2 separate regions of the Xenopus tropicalis genome follow, and region 1 is linked to region 2. A link is a contact called in public Hi-C data. All regions are on one chromosome and are shown on one strand. Each heading gives the region's core, a stretch centred on a gene start, on an enhancer-like site or on the middle of the called end of the contact. The rest is flanking DNA. Distances are from core to core; before and after follow the strand shown.

Evidence for each region. Hi-C and Micro-C count contacts between places; a contact is called where the count stands out from the background.
Region 1: a Hi-C map of neurula embryo shows a contact between it and region 2, with 1.7 times the contacts expected there. The contact joins the promoter of trmt1l here to the promoter of glrx2 in region 2. A contact is called at or near these places in 4 of 5 Hi-C or Micro-C datasets (brain, gastrula embryo, neurula embryo and 1 more).

The regions. Positions count from the first base shown.
Region 1 is chr4:113,727,819-113,731,936 of UCB_Xtro_10.0, forward strand. trmt1l (TRMT1-like protein) reads left to right here and starts at 1,316. Exons shown (of 17, transcript XM_004913784.4): 1 at 1,316-1,629; 2 at 2,975-3,085; 3 at 3,409-3,501. The coding sequence starts at 2,992. It overlaps LOC105946973 (a long non-coding RNA gene), which reads right to left and starts at 514. Exons shown (of 2, transcript XR_004222412.1): 1 at 318-514.
Region 2 is chr4:113,595,388-113,599,270 of UCB_Xtro_10.0, forward strand. glrx2 (glutaredoxin 2) reads right to left here and starts at 2,633. Exons shown (of 5, transcript NM_001016637.2): 1 at 2,312-2,633.

The DNA of each region.
Region 1 (4,118 bases), core at 66-2,565, 130 kb after region 2:
TAACTGTGCTGGAGAAGATACTGGTGGGAATGAAGTATAATATCTGTAAAGAGCTGTTGCATACAACAGCACTATATGGTGTAGTGTATGTAGTCTAGTGTAATAATAATGGTTCAATATATCTACTTTATGAACTGTATATTAGGTAGGAATGCCAGAATGAATGCAAAACTAGTGTCGGTAATAGTGAGCATTACTATATGTGAAGCTTTCTGTAGAACAAGTTAGAACTAGTGGCCTGAATCAGTGCTGAAAATAATTTTTCACTATCAGCATATATATAGATTTAGATAAGTATACTGTATAAGTATACTGACCATGTTTGTCTTTGTGATTCCGGGTGATTTTCACTCAACATAATTAGCTTCTTTGGTGCCATAATCTAAAAAAAAAATGGAGTATATAAAGATATGAATAACATAAACATTGCACAATACTCACTTACTGACAGTATATATACCAAATAATGATTTAGAGTTTTTATATTACACAGCCTTTCCCACACACACACACTTTTTCACCTTCACACAGCCTTTCCCCTGCAATGCCCCCCTCAGTCAGGCTTACCCCCACCACAGCCTTTCCCCTGCAATTCCCCCCTCAGTCAGGCTCCCTCCCCACACAGCCTTTCCCCTGCAATTCTCCCCTCAGTCAGGCCCCCCCCCCCACACAGCCTTTCCCCTGCAATGCCCCTTCAGTCAGGCTCCCCCCCCCCCCACACAGCCTTTCCCCTCCAATGCCCCCTCAGTCAGGCTTCCCCCCCCCCCACACAGCCTTTCCCCTCCAATGCCCCCTCAGTCAGGCTTCCCCCCCCACACAGCCTTTCCCCTCCAATGCCCCCTCAGTCAGGCTCCCCCCCCCCCCCCCCCCCCCACAGCCTTTCCCCTGCAATGCCCCCTCAGTCAGGCTTCCCCCCCCCACACAGCCTTTCCCCTGCAATGCCCCCTCAGTCAGGCTTCCCCCCCCTCCCCACACAGCATTTCCCCCCCCCCCCACACACAGCCTTTCCCCTCCAATGCCCCCTCAGTCAGGCTTCCCCCCTCCCCACACAGCTTTTCCCCTGCAATGCCCCCTCAGTCAGGCTTCCCCCCCCCTCCCCACACAGCATTTCCCCCCCCCCCCCACACACAGCCTTTCCCCTCCAATGCCCCCTCAGTCAGGCTTCCCCCCCTCCCCACACAGCTTTTCCCCTGCAATGCCCCCTCAGTCAGGCTTCCCCCCCTCCCCACACAGCTTTTCCCCTGCAATGCCCCTCTCAGTCAAACTTCCCCCCACACAGCCTTTCCCCTGCAATGCCCCCCTCAGTCAGGCTTCCCCACACTGTTCTCCATCACAGCCTTTATTCTCAACCAGCCTTCCCCACACAGCCACCCTACAGTCTCTCTCAAGCAGCATATTCTTGTTGTTCTATCAGTTTCTTGCTCTTGCCCTTCCCCCAGCGTGTCTCTCCCAAATCTCCCTCCCTTTCTCATACCTCAGCGTGTCTCTCCCCCAGCCATTGAGAAAGGGGGAAAAAAATAAAACAATCAAAGAAGGAGAGGGAGAACTTAACCGGTGCAACGATTCCTCCTGCACTTCCGCGTTACAACCGGATATCCTGTGAGGGGGAGAGAAGTCGGGGGCGCGCAGGTAAGGTTCTGAGGGGCTAGTAGCGATATCGGCTTTTTTCAAAAATGCATAACTGCATAATGTATGAGCTGTTTGGAATCGCAGCCTGAGGTCACTTTAATTGCCGTTTAATTGGCAGTGTGTTAGGCTGCCATGTTACTAGCGATGGGCACATACCCGGGCGGTGGAGCTGCCGATTGGTTGGGCAGAAATGCAGCAGCTTCAGTCTGCATGTGTATTTTAAAGACTGCTTTGTTATATTCTTGCTTTAATTATGTTGTTTTAATTATATACGCCTATGAATGAATCATGAAGAGTCCATCCCTATACCCTGTCACTTCCCTGTTGCACTAAAGAGGTCACTGCCCCCCCCCCCCCACTTGCTGAAGTATTTACCCTAAGCTCATGTAGAGACAGTACAAACTGTGATAATGTGTTTAGAAGGGTAGAAATGAATTTGATTATTGAATCTCTAGCAGAAGACCAAGTGGTTAAAAGAACTAAGGGTGAGAGCATTGAGGGTCATGTATCGGGTCTCTGTGTGATATTGGCAAAAGGCGAACAAACTCTGTAACTGGAGCCGCCTTGTGAGGCTGACGGGGCTTGAGCTTCTGATCATCTACACATTACATTTTTATTTAGCTTTGCTTTTCATCAAATTTGGAACAGACAATGCAGAGTTGGCAGATGGCTATACTGGAGCAGTCGGATTAATCAGTAGATGCAGTGGCATTTAGAATAGATTAGAGGAGAGAAAGCTACAAAAGGAATAGTGTTTAGTAATTTCTTTAAGGGTGAATACTGTTCAGCTTTACGTTTTGCCCAGGGTAACTCTTTGGTAGGGCATTGTCAGTAGCCCAATGTAGGGTGCGGAGCCCAGACTGTATTGCCTCATTATCAGATTGTTTAGGAGATGTCATCAAGGATTGAATTGAAGGTACTAGGAAACATTCTTGACCCAACCTGAAGGGTGATCCTGATGGCATGTGTTTATGTGAAATAGACTTTGTCTTTCCCTTTTTATTCTTATAAAGTATGCATATCATCTAGTTTAGCCAAGTCTGCCTACCTATATAGAAGAAAAAGTGTATGATAGGGAGTATTCTTCCCTGTAAAGCCAGAACAATGGTAAATTGCACCTACCTTGGTTCACAAACAACTTTATTGAGTTTGGTAGGAGATAGAAATGGACTTGGACAAGCAGAATGTGCAGGATTGAGCAAACTGCCTATAAATAACTTCATATGATTGTCACATAAACGGAAAGGGAAAACGGGGCATTAATTGTGTTGGGGAGAGTATCACTTTATTTTTAGCTCTTTTTATTGTAGCTCTTTATATATAATCTATATATATTTCTCCTCAGATGACTTTACAGCTACAATGGAGGAAATAAAGAAAGATGACGATGAATATAAATTGGAGAAAGATGATTCAGAAGGAGATTTCAATGTGCATTTAACTTCTGAACAAAGCGGTTAGTTGAAAGAAATTTAGATATTTTTAGTTCTAATCCCTACATTTGAGTTACTGTATTGGTCAGATGCAGTGATATTGTTTGATTTGTTGTCAAGAAATGTCGCTTATAAACTCCGTAACCCTTGTGGGCTTGCTCCTACGAAACCTATACAAGATTTATTGGGACTTGTTTGTTCCTTGGGGAAGATAGTAGTTTCATAGGCCCCTGGATAAAGTGGTTAAAAAAATGCAACAGACAAGTTCAGGAGGAGTAAAAAATGTTTTTACTTATCAGTAACCTTGAATACAAAACTTGACTTCATTATGTTTTGTGTGTTCCAGTTAATTCTTCAACAATCAAAGAAGCAGAATTGCTTGAAACAGAAGCAAATGTCATGAGTGTCGATACAATTTCTGTACCTTCTGAGAATAAAGGTAGGGAGTTTATGAATTCTTTTTGAAGGAGATAAACAATCTTTAGCTGGCACATTAATTTTACCACAGCAGTATAAAAGCATTAAAAAAAGGTTTATTTTGGGGAAAAAACCATGTAAAACAAATATATCAAAAGAAAATATATTACATGTTTTGTGCCACCACTGGCCACTTAATCACTTTTTTGCTGCAGTCTTTTACAGATGTGGTCAGTTTAATGTGCCAGCCAATGATTGTTAATCTACTTCAATTAAAATAAACTGTAGGTATGGGGCATGTGCTCCTGAACCCAACACTAGTAACACTGGATTATTGAAAAGAATATTTAAAGCATAATATTGCTGCTATGTCAGCATAATTACATTTATGACAAGGAACTACAATGCAGAAGCTTTTACCACAGACTGTTCACTTTATTATGACTGCTAATGTTGAAACCTTTATATAAAATGCCTCTGCTCTGAAATGTTGCTCTGTTAAATGCTTTTAATATATGGAATGCAAACAGAATAAGCTAATTGTATAAGAGACCTGCTTTTACTCTTTTTTTTTTTTTTTTTCTTTGGGTGCTATTAAGCCCTTGTCTGCATGATTATGCAAGAAAGGCAACCGCAACA
Region 2 (3,883 bases), core at 1,383-3,882:
TCTCAGGGGGGGGTGCAGGTGTAGAACATGTGTTCAGGATGCACCACTGGGGTAGAGGCCCTTGGGGGACACCCCAGGTGACCCTGACTAGAGCTAATAGTTTAGACTATTGTGAATAATCAATATACCATCTCCTGATGATTAGTAGGAAGGCACTGTATGTTCTTTTTGCTATACAATATTTTCAACATATTAACCCCTTGCCTGCTATAGATCTTTGATCTTGCCATGTGTTGCTACATATTGTGGGATATAAGCAGAGATCAAAGAATCAAAGCAAATTCTGTAGCCTCAGCAGCCAGGTCCCCACTTGAAGTAACATGGGTGCTGAAGGGGTTAAATGACTTCCCATGTAGCACAGTGGGCAAGTGCTCAGGCTATCTGACAATCTGATTTTCATGGCGGCAGGGCCGCTGCTGGCCAAATGGGTGCCCTAAGCAGAAATTTACTTTTGTGCCCCCTCCCCCAAATATTACGGAAGTGCCCCCAATAGAAAGTGCCCCCATACACAGTGCCCCAATTGCCCCCATAGATAGTACCCCCCATAGACAGTAGCCCCCACACAGAGTGCCCCCAATTGCCCTTAGACAGTGCCCCCAATAGAAAGTGCCCCCATACACAGTGCCCCAATTGCCCCCATAAACAGTGCCCTAATAGAAAGTGCCCCATACACAGTGCCCCCAATTGCCCCCATAAACAGTGCCCCCAATTGCCCCATAGACAGTAGCCCCCACACACAGTGCCCCCAATTGCCCCCATACAGACCAAGTCATCGTCGGCAGCTCCTTCTCTCTTATGCCGCGGCAACAGGCACTTCTATAAGGTTGCGCCTCGTCGCTAACGTGTGACGTCATACGCACGGGCGAACCCTTATAAAAAGGCCTGACGCTGCCACATAAGAGAGAAGGAGCTGCCGACGATGACTTGGTCTGTTGGTGCGCAGACTGCACACTCTGCATATACATAGCGGCGGTACTGGGCAGGGCCGGTCTTACCAACTGCGGGCCCAATTGGAACAATTTTTGCGGGGCCCCCTTAGTAGATTGTGAATTATGCTTAGTGCAGAGGATTCCCTATGTTGCCATAGTTTATGGTTTTTTAGGCTGTACCTGCTGAATTGTGCTTAATACAGGCACAACTCCCAATATTTTAAAAATGTAAATAGGGACATTTGCCATGCCCATGGAAAGAATGCAATTTGCCCTTCAGTGTACTCCCATTCCCAGACTCACCCAACACTAGCAGAACAGAGCAGCACTGAGCAGTGTTCATGTGGCTATCATATGGAGCAAATTTAGGGGGCTGTTCCTGCTGAATTGTGCTTAGTACAAGGGAATCCCTATGCTGCCATAGTTTTATGGTATCTCTCTGTACAGGCTATGAGCAAACTTAGGGGGCTGTTCCTGCTGAACTTTGCTTAGTACAGGGGAATCCCTATGCTGCCATAGTTTTATGGTATCGCTCTGTACAAGCTATGAGCAAACTTAGGCGGCTGTTCCTGCTGAATTGTGCTTAGTACAGGGGAATCCCTATGTGCCATAGTTTTATGGTATCTCTCTGTACAGGCTATGAGCAAACTTAGGGGGCTGTTCCTGCTGAACTGTGCTTAGTACAGGGGAATCCCTATGCTGCCATAGTTTTATGGTATCTCTTTGTACAGGCTATGAGCAAACTTAGGGGGCTGTTCCTGCTGAACTGTGCTTAGTACAGGGGAATCCCTATGCTGCCATAGTTTTATGGTATCTCTTTGTACAGGCTATGAGCAAACTTAGGGGGCTGTTCCTGCTGAATTGTGCTTAGTACAAGGGAATCCCTATGCTACCATAGTTTTATGGTATCGCTCTGTACAGGCTACGAGCAAACTTAGGGGGCTGTTCCTGCTGAACTGTGCTTAGTACAGGGGAATCTTAATGCTGCCATAGTTTTCACATACAATATTTGTTGTGGCCATAAAGTGTCCGGGTCCCATTGTGTCTCCCAGTTTATTGCAGTTATATAACGAATATGCTGCTGGGGAACATAATTAAATGGTAAAGGCGAGCAGCCTACATATAGCAGATGCTCTCAGGCAAAAATGTCAGTCATTTGGACTTCATACATTACAAGCAGCGTGACTGCTGGTTTATATACAAAATTATCTTAGCAACAGCTTGAATCATTACCTGCAGCTGCTCCGGGCTCATTTATCCCCAAAAAGCATGTCCCCAGACTTCTAGCTACAAATACCCCCGCACTCCATTGAAAAAGAAGTAGCCTTAACTCCCCCGTCTCTCCCTCCCTTCCACCCGCACGGACTTCTAGTTACATGTACCTCTGATCCAGCAACACCAGAGAACTCCTTCCCCCTGTGAAGAGTTAATAAGTCCCAGGATAACGGACAGAGAAGGATTTCCCAGAAGGAAGACAAAGCATTTGTTCAGGCATTAGCAATCAATCCCCCAGACAGATCCCACATCTCCTATACAGAAAAATGCGGCAGTGAGCGCTCCCAGGCTGCGCTGTATTGTGATACGCGGCTGTGCGTAACTTAGCGGCAGCGCAATGTGCCACTCACCTACCCTTGGCTGCCTGCAGTAGTGGCACCGACCGGCTCAGCACATGCCACATCTCTCACACACCCAACTGTCCTTCCGCAGTGTCATATCCCAGCATGCTTTAGGAGGGCAGGCCTTCTACTAGTTAAAGAGACAGTACCGATCTCTGAACAAATATCAGCCTAGAAGGATAAGCTGCATTTGCATTACAAATGCCCACTTTTATGGGCATATATGAGGCTATATATGCTGTCTGAATGCAACAATTACATTCAAAACCCAATAAATTTACTTACAGCTTTCCTTTAGCGAGTCGGTCAGAAAATAATGGGTTGGCAGGAAACAGTGTGGGCTTGATGGCATAACTATATATACAGCAGATCCCGAAGTCGCAAGAGGGACCTGGACCGTGGGGTCTGCTGCACCTTAATCCACCCACCCCAGCCCCTTTCCTACTTTAAATATAGTAGTGCCATCAGGGAAGTGTTTTAGGGCCACGACAAATCTCCGTTGTCGCGGGCGACTAATCTCCCCGCAATGCCATCCCAATGGCATACGCAGCGCCGTAATTTGCTGAAGTCACCAAAGTTTCCTCTCAAGGCAACTTTGGCAAATCGCGGCGCCGCAAATGCCATCCCACCAGCGATTTACATTCTAGCCAAATGGGATGGCATTGTGGGGAGATTAGTCGCCTGCAACAAAGAATTGTCGCGCAGCGATTAATCTCCCCATGTGTCACTGCCCTTAGAGAGATTGCAAAAAAGGTGTGCTGTATGGGCGGTTCTCTCTGGATCACAGTTGTTTTATTTATTTAACATTAAGTCCAGGGACAGCTTTCAGGGTGAAAACACACAGAGCTGCTAGAATAGACAATTACTGATAACAGTCTCTTCATGTGTTTTAGCAGAGGAAATTCTCAGTATTGTATATGGCAAGGTATTTTTTGGCATTTAGTTGCCAGGAAAAAGTAGCTGCTACTAGTAGCTGTGTGTCTTCACCTTCAATGTAGTTATCCCCACCCCTTTCCCTCAAACAAAGAGTCTTAAAGTGGCCATACACGTAGCAATTCCAATCTTTCATGCGACCATCGTTCCAACCCTCCACTGACATTCAGGGCTGAATTGTCAGATATGTTTGGTAGAAACAAAATAAATTCTACTTCCACCTGCCGATTCAGCCCTGAATGTCAGCCTGCTTACTTCTACATTTTGTAAGTAGTTTTATTTTTAGCAGAAATTTTATATTAAACGATGTTATACTATTTGGCGTTTTTTCCTCTTTCTGTTTGAACTGTGGATTCGCCTACATCTAACCTTTTTCTCCCGCTGTAGAGCTTGATTTCATCGCCT